Regions from separate parts of the Mus musculus genome. Here regions 1, 2, 3 and 4 are each linked to region 5. Evidence: chromatin contacts called from public HiCAR-type, HiChIP or PLAC-seq and promoter capture Hi-C data. All regions are on one chromosome and are shown on one strand. Each heading gives the region's core, a stretch centred on a gene start, on an enhancer-like site or on the middle of the called end of the contact. The rest is flanking DNA. Distances are from core to core; before and after follow the strand shown.

What was found. Promoter capture Hi-C pulls out the DNA fragments that hold promoters and counts their contacts. HiCAR-type assays count read pairs that join an accessible place to other places. HiChIP or PLAC-seq counts read pairs in DNA pulled down with a chosen protein or histone mark.
Region 1: an H3K4me3 HiChIP or PLAC-seq map of fetal liver shows a contact between it and region 5, with 8 times the contacts expected there. The contact joins the enhancer-like site here to the promoter of Kmt2e in region 5. A contact is called at or near these places in 1 of 39 promoter capture datasets (hippocampal neurons) and 4 of 115 datasets of contacts at active chromatin or transcription factors (astrocytes, fetal liver, large pre-B cells and 1 more).
Region 2: a contact with region 5 is called in a promoter capture Hi-C map of hematopoietic stem and progenitor cells. The contact joins the promoter of Rsbn1l here to the promoter of Kmt2e in region 5. A contact is called at or near these places in 7 of 39 promoter capture datasets (the HPC-7 cell line, cranial neural crest, fetal liver and 4 more) and 3 of 115 datasets of contacts at active chromatin or transcription factors (astrocytes, large pre-B cells and thymic regulatory T cells).
Region 3: a promoter capture Hi-C map of pre-B cells shows a contact between it and region 5, with 3 times the contacts expected there. The contact joins the promoter of 1700096K18Rik here to the promoter of Kmt2e in region 5. A contact is called at or near these places in 2 of 39 promoter capture datasets (the 3T3-L1 cell line and pre-B cells), 1 of 115 datasets of contacts at active chromatin or transcription factors (double positive thymocytes) and 1 of 9 other capture datasets (adipose tissue).
Region 4: a contact with region 5 is called in a HiCAR-type map of astrocytes, with 2.7 times the contacts expected there. The contact joins the promoter of Ccdc146 here to the promoter of Kmt2e in region 5. A contact is called at or near these places in 5 of 39 promoter capture datasets (the 3T3-L1 cell line, the C10 cell line, embryonic stem cells and 2 more) and 2 of 115 datasets of contacts at active chromatin or transcription factors (astrocytes and microglia).

Annotation. Positions count from the first base shown.
Region 1 is chr5:20,931,501-20,935,120 of GRCm38.p6, reverse strand. All of the region lies in intron 1 of Rsbn1l (round spermatid basic protein 1-like), which reads left to right. Among named protein-coding and RNA genes, the nearest start is that of A630072M18Rik, 18 kb to the left of the region's middle. Within about 2 kb of position 2,295, at least 97 of the 459 cell types and tissues checked have an H3K27ac peak or open chromatin away from gene starts, as enhancers often do.
Region 2 is chr5:20,950,086-20,953,506 of GRCm38.p6, reverse strand. It overlaps Rsbn1l (round spermatid basic protein 1-like), which reads left to right and starts at 1,685. Exons shown (of 8, transcript NM_001080977.1): 1 at 1,685-2,250. The coding sequence starts at 1,722. It overlaps A630072M18Rik (RIKEN cDNA A630072M18 gene), which reads right to left and starts at 2,518. Exons shown (of 1, transcript NR_030699.1): 1 at 1-2,518.
Region 3 is chr5:25,528,735-25,532,320 of GRCm38.p6, reverse strand. 1700096K18Rik (RIKEN cDNA 1700096K18 gene) reads right to left here and starts at 2,303. Exons shown (of 1, transcript NR_027388.1): 1 at 855-2,303.
Region 4 is chr5:21,422,738-21,426,179 of GRCm38.p6, reverse strand. Ccdc146 (coiled-coil domain containing 146) reads left to right here and starts at 1,503. Exons shown (of 19, transcript NM_029195.1): 1 at 1,503-1,615. Fam185a (family with sequence similarity 185, member A) reads right to left here and starts at 1,277. Exons shown (of 8, transcript NM_177869.4): 1 at 604-1,277. The coding sequence starts at 1,012.
Region 5 is chr5:23,432,685-23,436,238 of GRCm38.p6, reverse strand. It overlaps Kmt2e (lysine (K)-specific methyltransferase 2E), which reads right to left and starts at 1,775. Exons shown (of 26, transcript NM_026984.2): 1 at 1,456-1,775. 5031425E22Rik (RIKEN cDNA 5031425E22 gene) reads left to right here and starts at 2,903. Exons shown (of 3, transcript NR_165300.1): 1 at 2,903-3,029.

The DNA of each region.
Region 1 (3,620 bases), core at 1,046-3,545, 2.5 Mb after region 5:
TGCAGGCAAAGGCATTCTAAGTATAATTACAAAAATGTTGAGATATTACATTTGACTGAGGAATCAGCCTAGAATGACATTGGTGACCAGTGGAAGAAAAGACATTTGTATTTCTATATTGACTACAAAAATTCTTGAGTAGCATACCAGTGGAACAGAACTAAAAATTGCAGAGAAAACATGAATTTCTAAAGGAGGCAGGCCTCATTTGGAAGGACTAGCCTTCCCTTTGCTTTCGATATGCCATGTAAACAAAGCTCTGGCTAGTCTACTGTCTTCCTTTTTTGTCCAGTCTTCTGCAACAGCCCATCATCCTACGGCTGTCTGAGGTGGGGGAAACACATTCAGTAATGCTTCTTCCTTTGCAGAACTCGTGTGTTCACATGAGGGATAGGTCAAAGAAAATGACAGCCATTCTCTACTTAACAGTCTTTCAAATAACAAAAGGGAGAATAGAGAAACTTCTGAAGTCTCCTATTTATCATGCTATCTCTCTCCCTGCTATTTTGTGAGACATAGCTGTACCTGTTTTCCTAAGCCTGGACCTATTAAACAGTTTCCTTCATCAATCTCCGAAGTGAGCTAACACCAATGGCATTTTCTTTATTTAGGTAGACAGAAGCAAGTTGCATTTGCTCAATTTATTTTAAGCAATAGAGAGCCATGATGAGGTTTAATTAATGTGTTGCCCCATTGAGACACTCATAGTTTCAGCTTTTTAAAAATTACTAAGCAGACCAATGGCTTTTGTTAGGATATTTTCATATATCCGATTTGGTTTATTCTCCCCTTTTGATGCCTCCTCCTGCTACACTAACTATCTCTGCCTTCATGTCACATGCACTTGTTGTCCTTGTTCTTCTTCACACCCTTCCTCAGGAAAGGCAATGAACCATGACAAATTGTAAGAATTTCTTAAGGAATGAAGGTGTGGAGTTTGGCAGAGACTGGCTAGGCATATCTGGAGAGTCACTTACTTAATCATGTAAGTTGCAGGAGTATAGGAAAGATACTTAAGACAGACTCTAGAGGGAAGTTCGGGTTTAGATGACAGGAGTGTGAGAATTAGGTAGGTATATTACAATATCACTGAAATACGATGAGAGAATTTGATGGAGAGGCCAGTGTTTATCCCCTGAAGAGGGAAGGGGTGACTTGCTGGGGTTGGTAACTTTTCTTAGCTGTGTGCCAGGGAGAGGCTGTGTGAAATCCTCTCTGCCCTCGTCCCTGCTCATAGAGTTCTTTTCTTTTCTCAGTTGCCTTCATCTCCTTTCTCTTCTACTTATTTTTTTTAATAAATGTGTTGACTTTCTTTTTTTTATAAAGTTTTTTTTTTTAAGATTTATTCATTTATTACATGTAAGTACACTGTAGCTGTCTTCAGACACTCCAGAAGAGGGCATCAGATCTTGTTAATGAATGGTTGTGAGCCACCATGTGGTTGCTGGGATTTGAACTCAGGACCTACAGAAGAGTAGTTGGTGCTCTTAACCACTGAGCCATCTCTCCAGTCCCCTTGTCTTCTACTTCATTTCATTTTGCACATCCACTGTCCATTCTGCTTCTTCATTTTTTCTTCTTTTTCTGGCTTGCTCGCTGATCTATTTCCAACAATGTATTATTCTTAGCTGGATGTGGGAGGAACAGGGAGATTTCAGTGTGGTTGCTCAGATCAGTTGATTTCATGAACTTCATTATGAGGGTCTTGACTTAAGGCTCAGTCAGGATAGTTAGAATTGATAATATGAATCCTATTTGAATTTTTGCTTCAAAATATATAATAGCTGAAAGCTTTAGAATGGATTTTTCTGTATTTCATAAGAGCTTCCAGTTTGATTTTTTTTTTTTTTCCTTCCTCCGAGACCGGGTTTCTCTGTGTAGCCCTGGCTGTCCTGGAACTCACTCTATAGACCAGGTTGGCTTCAAACTCAGAAATCCACCTGCCTCTGCCTCCCAAGTGTTGGGATTAAAAGCGTGTAACACCACTGCCGGGCTCAGTTTGAAATTTTATGATGCTCAAATAAAATTCTAATGAGCCTTTTAGTTTTTTCTTTCAGATCTATATATTTTACTTTATGTGTATAAATATTCTCCCTGCATGTACATATGTATACCACGTGCATTCTTGTGGGATTCTCCGAACTGGAGTTAGAGATTGCTGTGAACTACCATGTGGGTACTGGGAATTTGAGCTTTGGTCCTTTGAAAAAGCAGTAAGTTCTTTTATTGTTGAGTTGTTTCCCCAGCAAGCAACTAGTGAAGCTGTTAAAAGAACTTCCTTTTTTCTAAATGTGTGGGTCATGGGATAGAGTGATCTTCCTGTCTCCGCCTCTCTCCTCAGTGTCGGGATTACAGATGTGAGCCACCACATGTGGTTTACCTGTGCTGGGGGTTGATGCAGGGCTGTGTGCATTTTGGGGAAGTGCTTTATCAGTTGAGCTATGTCCCCAACCCCTAATTCAGCTTATTTCTCTCATTTCCCATATCTTAGTCAAATAACCAGTGTTTGTAATTTTTATAATGTGTTTGCAGATGTAACTTATCCAGATCAGAGATGCCCTTCTTTTTTGTTTTTTGGTTTTGTTTTTTCTGAGACAGGGTTTCTCTGTGTAGCCCTGGCTGTCCTGGAACTCACTCTGTAGACCAGGCTGGCCTCGAACTCAGAAATCCACCTGCCTCTTCCTCCCAAGTTCTGGGATTAAAGGCGTGCGCCAGCACCTCCAGGCTCAGAGATGCTCTTCTATAGGGCTGGGTTGGTCCTGAGTACTGTTCTTGGGAGTCCTGTTTTGTTGTCATCCTGTTTGTACTTAATGTAGACTGGCCGCCTTCTAAGGCGGGTGCGCATGTCCTCTACTTTTATTTACTTTATTTTTCATTTTTGGGTTTTGTTTTTGTTTTTTGTTTTGAGACAGAATTTCTCCTGCAACCCTAACTGTCCTGGAACTCGCTTTGTAGACCAGGCTGGTCTTGTACTCTCAGAGATCTATCTGCCTGCCTCCCAAGTGCTGGGATTAGAGGTGTGAGCCCCCACCCCTTGCCCTGCCTTACTTTACTTTTTGTTTACTACTGTATTTTCTTGAGCAGAGTTCATTGTTCTAGTTCTTGAGTGACTGATCACTCCACTGTTTAGCAAAGAACAACTTGGAAATCAACACTTTTAAAAGATATACATGATATAATATACATATTACATATTACCTATCAGTATAATATACAATATTATATGTATATGTAATTATATTACATATATATTTACACATATATATATAAAGTTCCCTTGTTTAAATATCTGATTATGTGGATGGATATTTGAATGTGTGTGCATGTGAAAAAATATAGATAGATAGATAGATAGATAGGTGTGTATTCATATATGCATACATATACATATGATAGTCTCTCTGTTTTCATGTACTATTTCAGGAATATTTTATCTAGTTTCTATCTGTTCTAGACAGTTTTTGTTGTTTGTTTTGTGTGCATGCATGGGGAGGCCAGATGTCCTTCTGGGTGTCATGCTTTGGGAGCCACCATATTTTATTGTTTTTGCTAGTGTGAGTGCAGGCATGCACATGCTGTGGTTTCTGTGTGGAGATAAGGGACAGCTTCGGTGGGCGTGG
Region 2 (3,421 bases), core at 436-2,935, 2.5 Mb after region 5:
AGCACTTAGGAGGCAGAGACAGGCGGATTTCTGAGTTTGAGGCCAGCCTGGTCTAGAGTGAGTTCCAGGACAGCCAGGGCTATACAGAGAAACCCTGTCTCAAAAACCGAAAAAATTAAAAAAAAATCATTAGACTAACTGACACTGTTATGAATGTCCCAATTAGATAATCTAGAGAGGAAACCCCTTTTCCTTTTGTTTTCTTACTTAGCGTTCAGTTTCATTCCAACACTTTCCATGTTGTACCCTTATTTGCTCAGTCACACCACCACTCCCTCATCCCCTGCCCTGGATGTAGACATACTCATTCCCAGGTGAGGGAGATGAAGTGACTTTCTTTCTTATGCTCATCACCTTTCTTTTTCCCATTTCCCTTCTATTTTTATGTTGTGTGTGTGTTTTTAAAACTAGATTACACACATTAGAGAAAATATGCAAAATTTGTCTCTCTGGGTCTAGCTTCAGGGAATACTCTATATATTAACAATTTACTTCTAAAAACTAAAAACAATGAGGACAGATGCAGTGGTACACACCTTTCTTTAATTCCAGCACTGGGGGAAAGGGAGTTGGGCAAATGCAGGAAGATTTGAGTTCGAGGCCAGGCTGGTTTACAGGACAGCCAGGACAATATTGGAAGACTATGACTCAAAAAACAAACGAACCAACCAACCAACCAAAAAAAGAAAAATGTATTTACAAACAGCGTTAGATTTTGATGTGTTCCCCTCACCGAGTCCTAAAGAAGTGGGTTTGGAGTAAAAGAGGAGTAACAACAGACCATTGCAGTTTCCTGAAAGGCAACTGTTAGCTGCGGAAAGTAACTGCTAATGTCCCTCTTAGGGGATCAGAAAACTCCTTTTTCTTGCTGAGCTAATATGATCATGTGTTATCTTTACATTCTAATCTCACAAAAGATCTAAGACTTTAAGGCATGCTCTTGTCTAAAGCTTGAACTGTGTTGTAACCCATTCCCCCAAATTCCTTATCTTTTGAGATAAAAATCAAGGTACATGCTTGGCGAAGTTTCATAGCGCTGACTCTGAAATACAGAACTCTAACTGCATTTTCAAACATTTACAAACACCGCTAGTGGCTTTTTCCTGGTGTCGTTTAAAGAATAATTAAAGTGAAAACCTTTAGCACTCAAGCTCAATTTAAAGCCTCCAAACGGTGGGTGATTTTTATCTTCACGATCGGAAGTGATCCAAGTTCCAGCTCTGCAGAAAACTCTCTTTTAAAGTACGAACTTTTACGACCTTAGTTAAAATAAGGCAACTTTTCACCATTTCTGCCTTTGCTGATCGGACTCTCGACAAATTTTCTCCGAGACGAGCAACCCAGAACTCGTTTTTCAGAACCTGCAGAAGGGACCCAAGCCACCTCAAGGTAAAAAGAGAGAGCGGTACAAACAAGGCAAAGTCTTTGAGCGAACGGCAGCGCTACCTCGGTCCGGGCAGATTCGGGGCTCCCGAGCGACGGTCGGGAGATCCTCCCTTCTCAGCGAGCTCTCCATCAGCCGCGCCGAAAAGACCTCTGACCTCCAAATGAAGGTCCGCTCGGTGACCCCACCCCGACGGCTTCTGTCCGCGTCTTTGATTGGTTTGTTCCGGGATCTCTCAGTTTAGCGCGCCCAATGGGAGCTCGGCCTGGACCTAGGCACCCCGCCCCGCGCCCCCGCTCCGGGGAGCGGCGGAGAGTAAATACAACAGGAGCGCAAAATGGCGGAACCGCCGAACCCAGCTCGCGGCGCCGTGGCTCTCCTCTCTGAGAAGGAAGCATCTGGCAAAGTACAGCCTTCCTCGCGGGAGCCGCCGGGCTCTATGTCTGCCAAGAAGGTTCGCACCGAGGAGAAGAAGGCGCCGCGGAGAGTGAACGGGGAGGGGGGCAGCGGCGGGAACGGCGGGCAGCTGCAGCCCCAGAGCTTCGGCAGCCCGGCGGCGTGGAGCTTCGCGGCTCGGCCCGCCGCCTCCTCCTCGTCCACCTCTCGGAGCTGTTACTCTTTCTCCGCCAGCCCGAGCGTCTCCTCAGCCTCCGCTTCCTCGTCTCAGCCGCTGCCGCGCAAACTGCTGGTCACTCCCTCGCTGCTGCACGCTCAGCCTCACCGCGTCCTGCTCCCGCCCGTCGCTCCGCCGGCCGCCGCCAAGCCGCGCAGACCCAAGGAGAAGCGCGAGAAGGAGAAGCGGAGGCAGCACGGCCTCGGCGCCGCCGCCCGGGATGAGAACGGCGAGGCGAAGCCGCTGCCGCGAGGTGGGTGCCGCGCGGGGGAGGGGAGCGCCGGCGGCCGGCGGGGCTGCAGCCTTCCGCGGGGCCAGAAGTAAATGGAGCCTGGAGTTTCGGTCGCCGACCGGGGGGATGGCTGAAACTCCTGGTTTTCGGTGTCGGTTTCGCCTTCCAGTTAACGCGCAGCAGGACGCGCGTGAAGGAGTGGGTCTAGAGGACCCCGCTCCCCGGTGTGTTTTTGGCTGGGGAGGCAGAAGAGAACAGGTCTTTTAAAGATTACGAAAGGGATCGGACTGGATCGCAGGAAATTCATGTTTGCGACGCAGCTTCCAACGCCAGAATATCCTGTCCAAAAAAAAAAAAAAAAAAAAGTGGGTGGTCGGGTGTATTGGCGGAAGCTGGAAGCTCCCAGGGACCACGGGGACCAGGATGTTTCATCCCTACTAGGGAGATGAGGTCGTGCGCAGGGCACCAAGTGTGCGGTTTCTGAGGTGCCCACATTCCATATTGTTAAAGTGTTTTGCGTGGTCCTGTTTTAAATACTACCCTTCAGAAGCTTTCAGCCATATTCTTTTTTTTTTTTTTTCTTCTTTCTTTCTCGTTCAGCAAATGATAAAATCGGATGTTTTGACGTCTTTTGGCCAGATCAAGTGGCTTCAGAGTGTTTCTGCCGGGGGTGGGGTGGGGTGGGGGGGGGGAATTCCCAACTGTTTTTCAGTTTTCTTTTGTAATGTAAGCTAGCAGAGTTTTCCGTATTTTCTTTAAAATGAGGGGTCATTCTAGTCATCTGTGGATATGTAGAGATCTGACTAATACAAAGTGGATATGGGTTGGAAAGTAGATCTTTAGGTGATCACGAGGTTATATAAATATACGTTGTCATTGTCACACATTGTTGTGAAGTATTCCGTTCTGTTTTGGAATGCTGGTGAAATGCCAGTAACCTTGCTGATCTAATGGTACCTTAGATCTTGAAAAATTATCTGAATAGAAAAGTTCATCATTCACAATGTAAAAGAATGCTAACATCTAAGCCAAGCTAATGGTTCGGTGTACCCTTGTTCCCAGTGTAACGCTCTCCTAGGGAGTTGGAGCATTGCCTTAGGAATGCTTTGAGGATGAAATTTAGTTTCCTTCTGCTTAGGAGTTCTAGATGGTTAGTATTTTAAATCTCTATGTTGCAGTGGTTAAATATAAG
Region 3 (3,586 bases), core at 1,054-3,553, 2.1 Mb before region 5:
GAAAACAAGAGTTCTTGAGACTTATGGGTGCAGAAAAGAACACACTGGTCATCTTGTTATAGGAGATCACAAATTAACATCTCACTTCTGATCAGGGGAAGAAGGCAAGAAAAGTCATGAAGAGCTGGAGAGAGTACCAGCAGAGCATGGACAGCAAGTTGTCAGAAGTTTAACATGACTTCCTATTGTAATACCTATGGGATAAGTCATAAGTTGTAATACCAATGGGATAAGTCCATGACAGGAGTTCATACTCATGTTTTTGACACTGTTGACTTTGCTTATTGCTAATATCAAGGTGTATTTTTTTTTTGTTGAAGGAAGAAAACCTTTGTAGTTGTATAGTCTGCTTAATATTAACTGACAGTAAAGAATGACCAGCGCACTGCGCATGGGCAAGTTCTGGGTTCTATTCCCAAGGAGATGGAAGAATTAAACAGCCTTCAATGGGAAAAGACTTCAAAATCTTGGAAATTAAAAACAAAAGGGAGGTGTGGCCAGGAGGCTGTCTCCTGGGTTAAGAGTGCTTGCTGCTTCTTCCAAGGACCCAAGATCACTTCCCAGTACCAAAAGCTGGCGTACAACCTTTTGGAATTAACCCAAGCTCCAGGGATCCACGACTTTCTTCTGGCCTCAGTGGACAGTTACATATAGGTAATGTAAAAACAGAGACGTGCTGGGCGTGGTGGCGCACGCCTTTAATCCCAGCACTTGGGAGGCAGAGGCAGGTGGATTTCTGAGTTCGAGGCCAGCCTGGTCTACAAAGTGAGTTCCAGGACAGCTAGGGCTATACAGAGAAACCCTGTCTCGAAAAACCAAAAAAAAAAAAAAAAAAAAAAAAAAAACCAGAGACGTATAAAGACAATTTTTAATGCTGGTGGCAGTGTTGTACACCTTTAATCCCAGGAATAGAGGGGCAGAGGAATCTCTGAAATTTCAGTCAATGTGATCTATACAGGTGAGTTCCAGGCTATCTAAGGATACATGAGACCCTGTCACAGGGTGGAAATGCGTTCCATTCCTAGGTAAAAGAATAGCATGCCCACAAGTTGTCCTCTAACCTTAATGCTCTCACAGAAAAATAAAATCATACACAAACATTTTTATATATTTAAAGGCAAAGAATTCTTAACCAAATTGACTAAAGATAGGAACAGTAATTCCCTCTGGAAAATTAGCTGGCTGTAAAAAATGAGTTATAATGAAAAGACAATAACCTCACTATAAAGGCCTGTCTTGAATTTTAATTTTTTACAAGATTGGACTTCCAGTTCCTAGTAATGTACATGGTAATAAACATGAAGAAGCATTATTCAAATGTAAATGCTAATTGTTTTTATGTTTAATTTAAGCACTATTTTTTTTTTGTTTGTTTTGGTTTTTTTGAGACAGGGTTTCTCTTTTAACCATGGCTGTCCTGGAACTCACTCTGTAGACCAGGATGGCCTCAAGCACTATTTTTTTAACCAGACTTAAAATTAATAGAAGCGAAAGAATCTTCAGAGTGGGAGGGGCTTCAAGAAAGAACGACAAAAAGGCTATACAGGCTATTTTAAATGTACAAAATTTATATCTGTGTATACTGCAAATAATGTGCCTTCCAAAAAGGCTAAAATGTAAAGGCAAAACAAATTATTTCACTGATGAACCACTCATTTGGTAATGTCTTTCTTTACATTTGGGTTTTTTTTTTTAAAAATCTAGAGATACTGAATAGAAGTATTCACAAAATATCCATTGGTTAGAGTACGGTGTTCGAACGAAAATGAAAGGTTTGTAACCGGTCGTTTCGCTGTAGTACTGTAAGAAAGCTTTTAAATAATTAGTGCAGAATTCCAGCGTAGTATTGCAACCCAGCGTCTGTGGCCATGTCACCTTTAAGTGTGTGCAGTTTGGAAGAGCAGAGTTAGTTGGGTATTGTTAAAACAGCGTCGTTGTGTCGTGCGGGGACGTTCTCATCTTCTGAATGAGCGAGAGGGAGAAGGGCCCCGCCGTGGTCCCCTAAGCAGTGAGGCTCTGGGCGAATAATCGCACGGGATGCTGCGTGACAGTGGCTGGACGCCCGCGCCATTGTGAGGTCGGCGGCGCGGATCCGAACCTGTATTACTTCTCGGTGAGGCGGACTTGCGGGCCCTTGGACCGAGGTCAGCTCCGAGTGGAGAACAGGTAACTCAGGGGCCGGATCCCTCCGCGACAAGTAGTGCGCTGTGCGCTTTCCCGAGCCCACGGCGGGCGCCGGAGATCGCGGACCTGGCTCCCGGAGGATCGGCGGGCACTGGCCCGAAGGCTAGGAGACCTTCGGCAGCCCGAAGGCTGGAGCGGGCCGGCGAACGGCAGGTGTCCGCCCCGCCCCCACCCCCGCGGGCAGGAAGAGGAAGCGGTGCGGCCCGGCCCCGGGGCCACCCGCAGGGCCTCGCGGGGCGGGGGCGCCGGAGCTACAAGAAGCGCGTGACCTAGTTCGTCCCGAAGTGGACTTGACAGGTTGTCATCGCGGCTCCCCGCCCCCACTGTCTTCCGGGTCTGGCTCCTCCCCCACCCTCGAGCTCCCACTGGCCTCGCCCAAGCTGTACTCCCTGCCATTGGCTTCAAACCAGGGGCCACGCCCCAACCCAGCTCGCCCTGCCATTGGCCACGCGTCCCAGGCCGCTCTCCCAGTCATTGGCTTCGTCCCAGAGGCCCCGCCCCCAGTCTTGCTGGTCCTCGGGTTGGCCTTGCAGCGCCCCTCTTTCGGCTCGTCCTCCTATTGGCCCCTCGCGCCAGGCGCCTTGCCTCCTATGGTCCGCGGTGGATTCCAGCTGGTCACTGTTGAGTTTGTTCCCGTGGGCATTCCGGTTTCTGTCGGCTTCCCTCCCTCTTTGCTGCGTTTCTTCCTGCTTTCTTTGGGTCTGGGAGCCCGGGCCTCGATACCTGGTCCCGGTCCCAAACTCAATGTAGCAGCGATCTACATTTGCCTCTGTACCCCGCCGCACCCCGCCCCTTTCAACTCCTTCTTCCCCAGCCCCCACGCACACCGCCTTCATTCCCTCACACCTCTCCTTAAATTCGGCTGAGTGGAACAGACTTCATTTCGAAATCAGGGAGAGGGGTTAAGTGATAAACGTCAATATCAATATTAGCTGGTTTTGGTTCCAGAAAGGAACTGGACGGCCCAGATCATTCAAACATTTTGTTGTTGATGGTGGTGGGGGTAGTGCTTTTCTTTGGGTGTGTCTTAGGTTTGGAGGTTTCTTCAAACAGGATCTCACCTCTCCCTTTGTATCTCTGACTGGTTTGGAACTCGCTAGTTCCTTGGTACGGGGTTTGACTGCAGAAGCCAGAGAGGGCGGCCGCTGGGTTCCTGGAGCCGCTGGTTGTGGGCCACCTAACTTGGGGGCTCCTCTGCAGAAGGTTTCATCTCTCCACCCTGGGATTGAATTTTTTTAATTAATTTTCATTTTATGTGCATTGGTGTTTTGCCTGCCTGTATGTCTGTGTAAGGATGTTAGATTCCAGTCGGAGTTACAGTCGCAAGCTACCTTGTGGGTGCTCGGAATTGAACTAAAGTCCTCTGGAAGAGCCAGAGCTGTGAACCTGAGTCATCTTTGCA
Region 4 (3,442 bases), core at 254-2,753, 2.0 Mb after region 5:
AATATAAAATAATTTTAGAAGAGGTAAACGGTGCTATTGCTATCATCAGCAACACCATCCTTCAGTTCCAGGAAGAATGAGAGCCCCAGAACCCTTTCTAGAAAAGTATGTGTGCTCAGCGGTTTGCATCTGGGAAATAAAATAACGGGACTCAGATGCCTAAGAAATACGTTTTGCAGGTACTATTATGAATTTCCCCAGACAGTCTTAACTATGTGTCTTGCTTCAAAGTTTGTATTCGCAGAGAATTTACTTATGCCTAAATGAATAGACATCTACCAACCTGGGTACCTGTTGGAAAGCAAGGTTTTTTGTTCGTTTGTTTTTGTTTTTGTTTTTCTAGATTAGCTGGAAGCATCTATACATAGAGCTGACGAGGGACCAGAGCCCCGAGATGTGGGCTACCAAACCACTGGATAGTTATCAAGAAACCTCAACCCTGAACGATGCTAATGACTGTGATGCTAATGGCTCCACAATGTAATTAGACTCAGATTATTCCAATACAAGCTTCCACTCGGCTTTAATTTTCCTCCTTAATTGGAAACCCAACGCTTAAACACTATTAGTTTTGTGACCCAAACCCTTTTTCACTTCACTTGCCAAATTTGACGGGCGCGTTCACCTCCACCGACGCCTGGGGGTCGATGTCGTCCGACAGAATGGCCATCTCCTGCCGATCAGCATCATACTTGACCTGCAGGCTGTCCAGGCCGCGCGCCACGTGCTCCACGCCGCACACCGCCACCTGCACGCGGTCGCCATCCGGGTGCGCAAGGGGATCCAGGGGCCTCACGGCCAGGTGGCAAGGGAGCCGCGCCCTCAGTCGCCCAAACGGGCTCACCTGCAGCGTCCACTCCCTCAGAGCCCCACGCGCCAGGCCGGCCCCAGAGTCATCGGGCGCTGATCCCTGCCGCTGCGCCCCACTGGAGCCGCAAGTCCGAGCCCCGAGAGCTCCGACCAAGGCGCCCGCCCGCACTCGGGACGCGCAAGGAGGGAGGCGGCCGAACATGCTCTCCCTTGGAACGCTTCAGCCTTGGCTCGCTGGTCCCGGGACCACAAGAACCACGAGCTGCCTCGGGTCAGTCACGAAGGGGACAGCATGCACGGCTCCGCCAAGGAAGAACGAGCCAGGCCCCCAGCACAGTACTTAACGCCTTAAATCCCGGTAGGAAAGTTAAAACTTCAAAGAGCCTAGTTGAAACCCTGACCTGGACAAGTCACCTATTTCCGCCCCTTTGGCGGAGGCCATCGGGATATGTAGTTTTAAAGGAGCCAAACATCAAGGTGTTCTGGTAACTGTGAAACTACATATCCCAGGAGACAGTGCGCTGAATACACAGACTGACAGCCGATTGGTAGAGGAGCCCCCGCTCCCCCCTCGTTGCTTTCCCGTTGCTTCAAGCCCATTGGCCAAGAGAGCAGAGAAAGAAAAAAAGTTAATGTAACTGACCAATAGGAAGAGTAGAAGGGACGGGATAAACTCAGCTGTGGTTACTTTGGATACCAAGGACGCGACTCTTAGGAGAGGGTGAAGTTTTGAAGTGAGACCCCAGGGACCAAAACACACGGAGAAAAATAAGAGTTTAAACAAGGATCAGGACCAAAAGAAAGGGTAAGAAACAGCATGTTTATAGATGGGAATCAGATTCAAAGTTAGGAATACTTTCTTTAGGTAGTTAGAACCAAAGGTCACCAAACTAATGTGGATTCCCTGGGAATAGAGAATCCCCCTCACAAGAGACCTTAGCATGAGAGGACAGACACGTTCTGTTGCTTTCTCCCTTCTCTGTCCTTTAAGGGAACTCCCACTTAGGTAAAAAATACTAGATAGAAAAAGTGTTAGAAGCCAGGTATGGTGGCGCACGCCTTTAGTCCCAGCACTCAGGAGACAGAGGCAGGTGGATTTCTGAGTTCGAGGCCAGCCTGGTCTACAGAGTGAGTTCCAGGACAGCCTGGGCTATACAGAGAAACCCTGTCTCGAAAAAGAAAAAAGAAAAAAAAGGAAAAGAAAAAGTGTTAGAATTCTGGCTCTTTCTTAACTGTAAGTAGTAATCTTAGGCCAGTCATTGGATGCCTTTGGGTTTTACTATTTGCTTATAAAATGATGACACTATCTTCCTTGTCTTGTGTAGAAGTTTTTTTTTTCGTTTTTACCACATTTATCAAATGAAACAATGGACAACAAAGCAGTGCACAGTATACAAAACAAAGTATTTTAGGAATGGCATATGTCTACGTTGCTAAGAGATTTGGAGACATTTGAACTTGGTTAGAGGACAGTCTTGATCTCTTTCCCTGCAACTGGTCCTTGGCCTTAATGGTAAAATAAAATCTCTCTCTCTCTCTCTCTCTCTCTCTCTCTCTCTCTCTCTCTCTCTGGATCATAAGACTTGTTAGGGGATGTCAGAATTTTTTCCTGGTCCTGTTGTATTATCTATGGCACAAGAAATGTTTCTTCAGTTTTGATATAAGACAGACTGTGCTAAATAACTCTATAAGTTAACTCTTTTTTTTATTATTCAGTAGGCAGTAAAGATAATGGGAAATGGGGGGTGTGGACATTATTTCAGCCATATTTGCCTATTCTTCTCCCCATTCTACAAATAATTCCCTAAATTCCTTACATACAGATTTAACTAATTGCAAGTCCAGTGTGATGGTGTTCACTTGTAAGTTTTCAGAGTTTGGGAAGCTGAAGCAGAAAGATCTCAAATCTGAGGCCCACCTGGACTATATACGGAGAACGTTGTGACAAATAAAATACACAATAAGTAAATAAAATGATACCTTTAAAGATCAAAACTCTCAGCCAAATATGGGACCCCAATTCTTTGAACCTGAAGTGACAGATGGATAGATAGACTAGGCTAAAGTCCTCCCCAGCGTCCATGTTGTTCTCTTAGTGAAGACTATGGTAGTGGTGGTGGCAGTGACAGCCCTGCCCTGCTGTCAGCCATCTGAGAAGAAGGCCCCTATCCTTGAGGACCTCCACCAAGGTGAAACCTGTCCTTGACTTTGCTGGAAAAAAAATGTTGGGAGAAGCTAATGTGAAAGAGGGTTGATTTAAAATAGATTTTAAACAAGGGTTTAAGAGCACAGGGGTTGCTAGAGGTGACTGATCACACAGGGAGAGAAAGAGACACACCCAAGAGCACAGGTGTAAGCTCCCTTGAGCTTGCCCTAAGTGACTTAGCAGAAGTGCTCCAGAGTCACTCTTTTGCTGACTCTCATGTTATGCCTCAAAGGATTTCTCTAAGAAACTTCTTTAAAACCTTTCTCTTCTTCTTCTTTTTCAATAAGTGAGATTATAGGATTACTCTAGAGATGTCTTGGATTGGGTTACAGTCCTAAAATAAAACTGTGTGTCACAAGAATTGTAAAAGGGAATTAAAACATGTCCTTTACTAGAAGTAGGGTTTTGGGTAAGATTTCTAGAAAA
Region 5 (3,554 bases), core at 526-3,025:
AAAGTCAACACAGACTATTATCTGCATCGAATAAATGTTTAATGTTTAAAAGCCCCCCGACCATGAAATTTCCAAGGCCAAATGTCTTATTGTTTTCAAAAGTGGTATTGTTTTATTTGCCTCTTAGGAAAACCCAATAAAATTAATCAACTATAACACAACACTGTAATTTGCAATAAAATTGACGAATTTTTGTAAATGGCTTGGAGGAGGGGGGGGCAAGCCCAATCTTTTTCATGTAAACATAATACGCTTGTAATACACTGCAGACAAACGCACTGCATGGGGTGTGGAGGACCCGAGCTGATTAGATTACCACAACATCAGCCTGGGGCCGCCATTTTTAGAATCTGTAAAGGACAAAAGAGGGAAATTACAGTTTTTACTCTCCATCTCAGAAATTAAAGGGAAAGGGAGACTGTTTCCCAATTAGGTATTGCTATCTTCAACCTAGAGCTGAATGCACCTCACTTGATTCTTCTCCAAGGTCTCCAGAACTGCAAACACATATATATTATCTTCATCTCTAAAGGATGAATAAAATAAGCAACACCGAAATTTACTTTAGAACTAACTCCAGTGATTTCCCTTTGACTTTAAATTTGATCATTCTTGAGAGACAGTCTAGATAGGGCGGATCTAGGCGGAACTAAAGCCAGTGAGGCAAGCACCCAGGATTGTTTTTTCTCTCCCTCCTCCCCCGTTTAGCACAGGGAACCGTTTGTTTCTCATCTCTGTCTGCTGCCACCGCGTCGGTGCCAATCCTTCGGTCAAAATAAGCTTTCCTGAAATGAGCCATATTGTGGATTCTAAGGCTCTGGCACAGTAAAGGACGGCAGTAAGGCAAGAAGAGCGGGGGAGGAGACTGCGAAGGCTGGGTACTGACTGGGGTGACCACCTTAGGGGCGGGTTTACCCTCTCCGGAGAGGATGAGGAGCGGTCTCTCTCCTACAAAGAGAGATGCCCAAGGCGTTCTTTTAACCCCTTTCACATTTAAGAGAACATTATGCCACCGAATGGCAGGGAACAAGGGCAGGAAGAAGAAAATGGGGCCTAAACGTCTTCTCTCTGCACCCGAACAAGATGCAGCTGGAGGAGGGGAGAGCTGGCAGCTCGCGGGACCTCTCCGACACCAGTCACAAGCCTCCTTCCTCACCCCGGAGGCCTGAATCCGCTACCAGGGAGGAGGGCGCCCCCTCCCTAACTCCCACTCTCAAGGGGGTTTAACTGCCAGTTTCCCCTTCCACAACCCCAAAACCCGCCATAATGCCCCAGTGCCAGGGACAGGCAGGAGAAAGGACAAATTCCATTTCCACAAGCGACGTGGCCCCAGCACAGGCGCCTGGGGTTCAGTGTGGACGCCCGGCTCCCGAAGGACAGCGACCCTCTCTCCCTAGAGCCCTAAGTCCCCCCACCGTGGACCCCACGACACCCACAGACACGACAGGCACTGACCTGTGATGGTCACACACCAGACACCCGAACCCTGTTATCGGCTCGACCCCGGGCGAGGTTCTCCACACCTCAGCGCTCGGTCGACCCCCGACGACAGCCACTGCGGTCGCAGAACCGACTCCACACCCCCTCCCCAAGCAGCAGCGCGCAGCGTCTTCAGTGGGAACCCAAGAGTCGGGCACTGCGGGCCACGGCAGGAATGACGAGGAGACGCTGAGGCTGCTCCGAGTGTCTATGCCCCCTCTGCTGCCGCTCCCGAACGCAGGCTCGATCTCCGACTCGGCCCCCTGCGCCCGCTCAGTGTCACTGCTTCTCGCTCTGGGAAAATGGCGGCGGCGACGGCGGCGGCGGCGGCGGCAGCGGCGGCGGCGGCGGCGGCAAGCGCACGGGGCCCGCCCGCCCCGCTCCGCAGGGGCAGGGGGGAGGGGACGAAGCTACTCGCCGCCATCTTGGTTATGGGCTGCGGCCCGACGCGGCCTCTCCGCCGAGGCGTGGAGACGTCACGCTAGAGGCCGCGAGCTGGCCAGACACTCCGTCTTTCCCACAACAGGTGCATTCATCCATCCGCCGACGGTTGGGGAGGTCTTGCTAGCTGGTGGGCTTGGCTCTTTACCCGTTGTCCCCGAGTAGCCCTCAAGCCTGGATGTAGGTGAGCGTGAGGATGCTACTAGTGGGTAGAAGGATGACAGCAGGGACGGGGACGACCCCCCTCCCATCACTTCCTAAGGTGATGCACTTGCTCCTACCCCCCAAGCAGCCTCAGTCCCGGCAGCCCCCTCCCCCCGGCCTGGCCTGCCAGCTCAGGGTGAGCCCGGTCGGATTGTCACTCGACGCCCACTAGTGGCTGAGGAGGCTCCAGTGCGCAGGCTCCGGGCACCGGATAAAAGCGGAGCTGGCGAGTCCCGCGCTGTCTCGATGGAGGAGCGAGAAACGCAAGAGGTCGGGGGGAGAAGCCGCAGAAAAAATTGCAGCCATCGTCAGCGCCGCCTCCCTGCCACCGTGTATGGGGTAAAAGCTGCCGTTGCCGCTGCCGGTGCAGTCGCTGCCGCCGCCTCCTATACTTCTTAGCACCGGGGAAGGATTCCCCGCCGCGGGACAGTGTGCTGGGCGGGGAGCGGGAGTTCGTTTGTGTGGCGGTGATTAAACGAGGGAGGGACAGAGCTGGTTTCTCGAACCGAAAAGGGGAGGCCAAGGAACAAAACAGGGTTCTCCACTAAAATCACACAGCGATTACGGATCTGGCTTTGGGGGCCTTTCCCCGGAATGGCGGTTTCCGTCTTCTTGGCCCGCAGCACGACCTTGGGTGCTCCGTAAGAGGAGTGGGGAGAGGCAGAGGCGGTGTCGGCAGCCAATCGGCGTCTGGTGATTTCTGTCGGGCGCGTAGGGATTGGCTGACGATGACCTCATGCTGCAGCAGCGGGTGGGGCCAGAGTCGTCGGGGGTGGCTGTTGCAAAGGCAGAGAGTGAGAAGTGATGACGGTGATCGTTGTCGCCGCGTCTTCTGTGGAACCCAAGCAGTGCCGAAGGAAGTCGCAAGGCTCTTCCCCGACCTTTTGCTCCTCTCCCTGCGCGAGGTGAGGGCCCTGGCTCGGCCTCTGCGAGACTTTGGGGCGCTGGTGCGGCCGTGGAGGCGCAATTTCTCCTGTGACTTTTGTAACTGCGTCAGGGCAAGATGGCGCTGGGTCTCCTTGGGGCGCGGGGGGAGAGGCACGTCCACCGCCGCCGCAGCGCATGTGACCGGCTGCATTCCTGTGGGGTTTGGCGGGGACCCAGGCAGGGCGGGGGAGGGGACCGGGTTTGGGCGGAGGAGATGGTGGTGCGGTCGGCGTTGGCTGCCCGAAGAGGAAGAGATGACTGTTTGAAAGCTCTTCCCCTCCCCCACTCCCCGCAGCAGAACTGCTGCGGGGGGGGGGGGAGCCCCTGAAAGGACACTCCTTTCGGGGTGTGCCAGCCACTGGTGGAGGAGAAGGTTTGACGCCTTCTTATATCTGCCTTTCTCCTTGCAAAGTATGCTTACGTAAGGTGGCAGTTCCCTCCTGTAAGCCAACTAGGAGGCCCTGAGTGTCACTGGTATGGGTAACAAGGACAGGTTAGGCTCT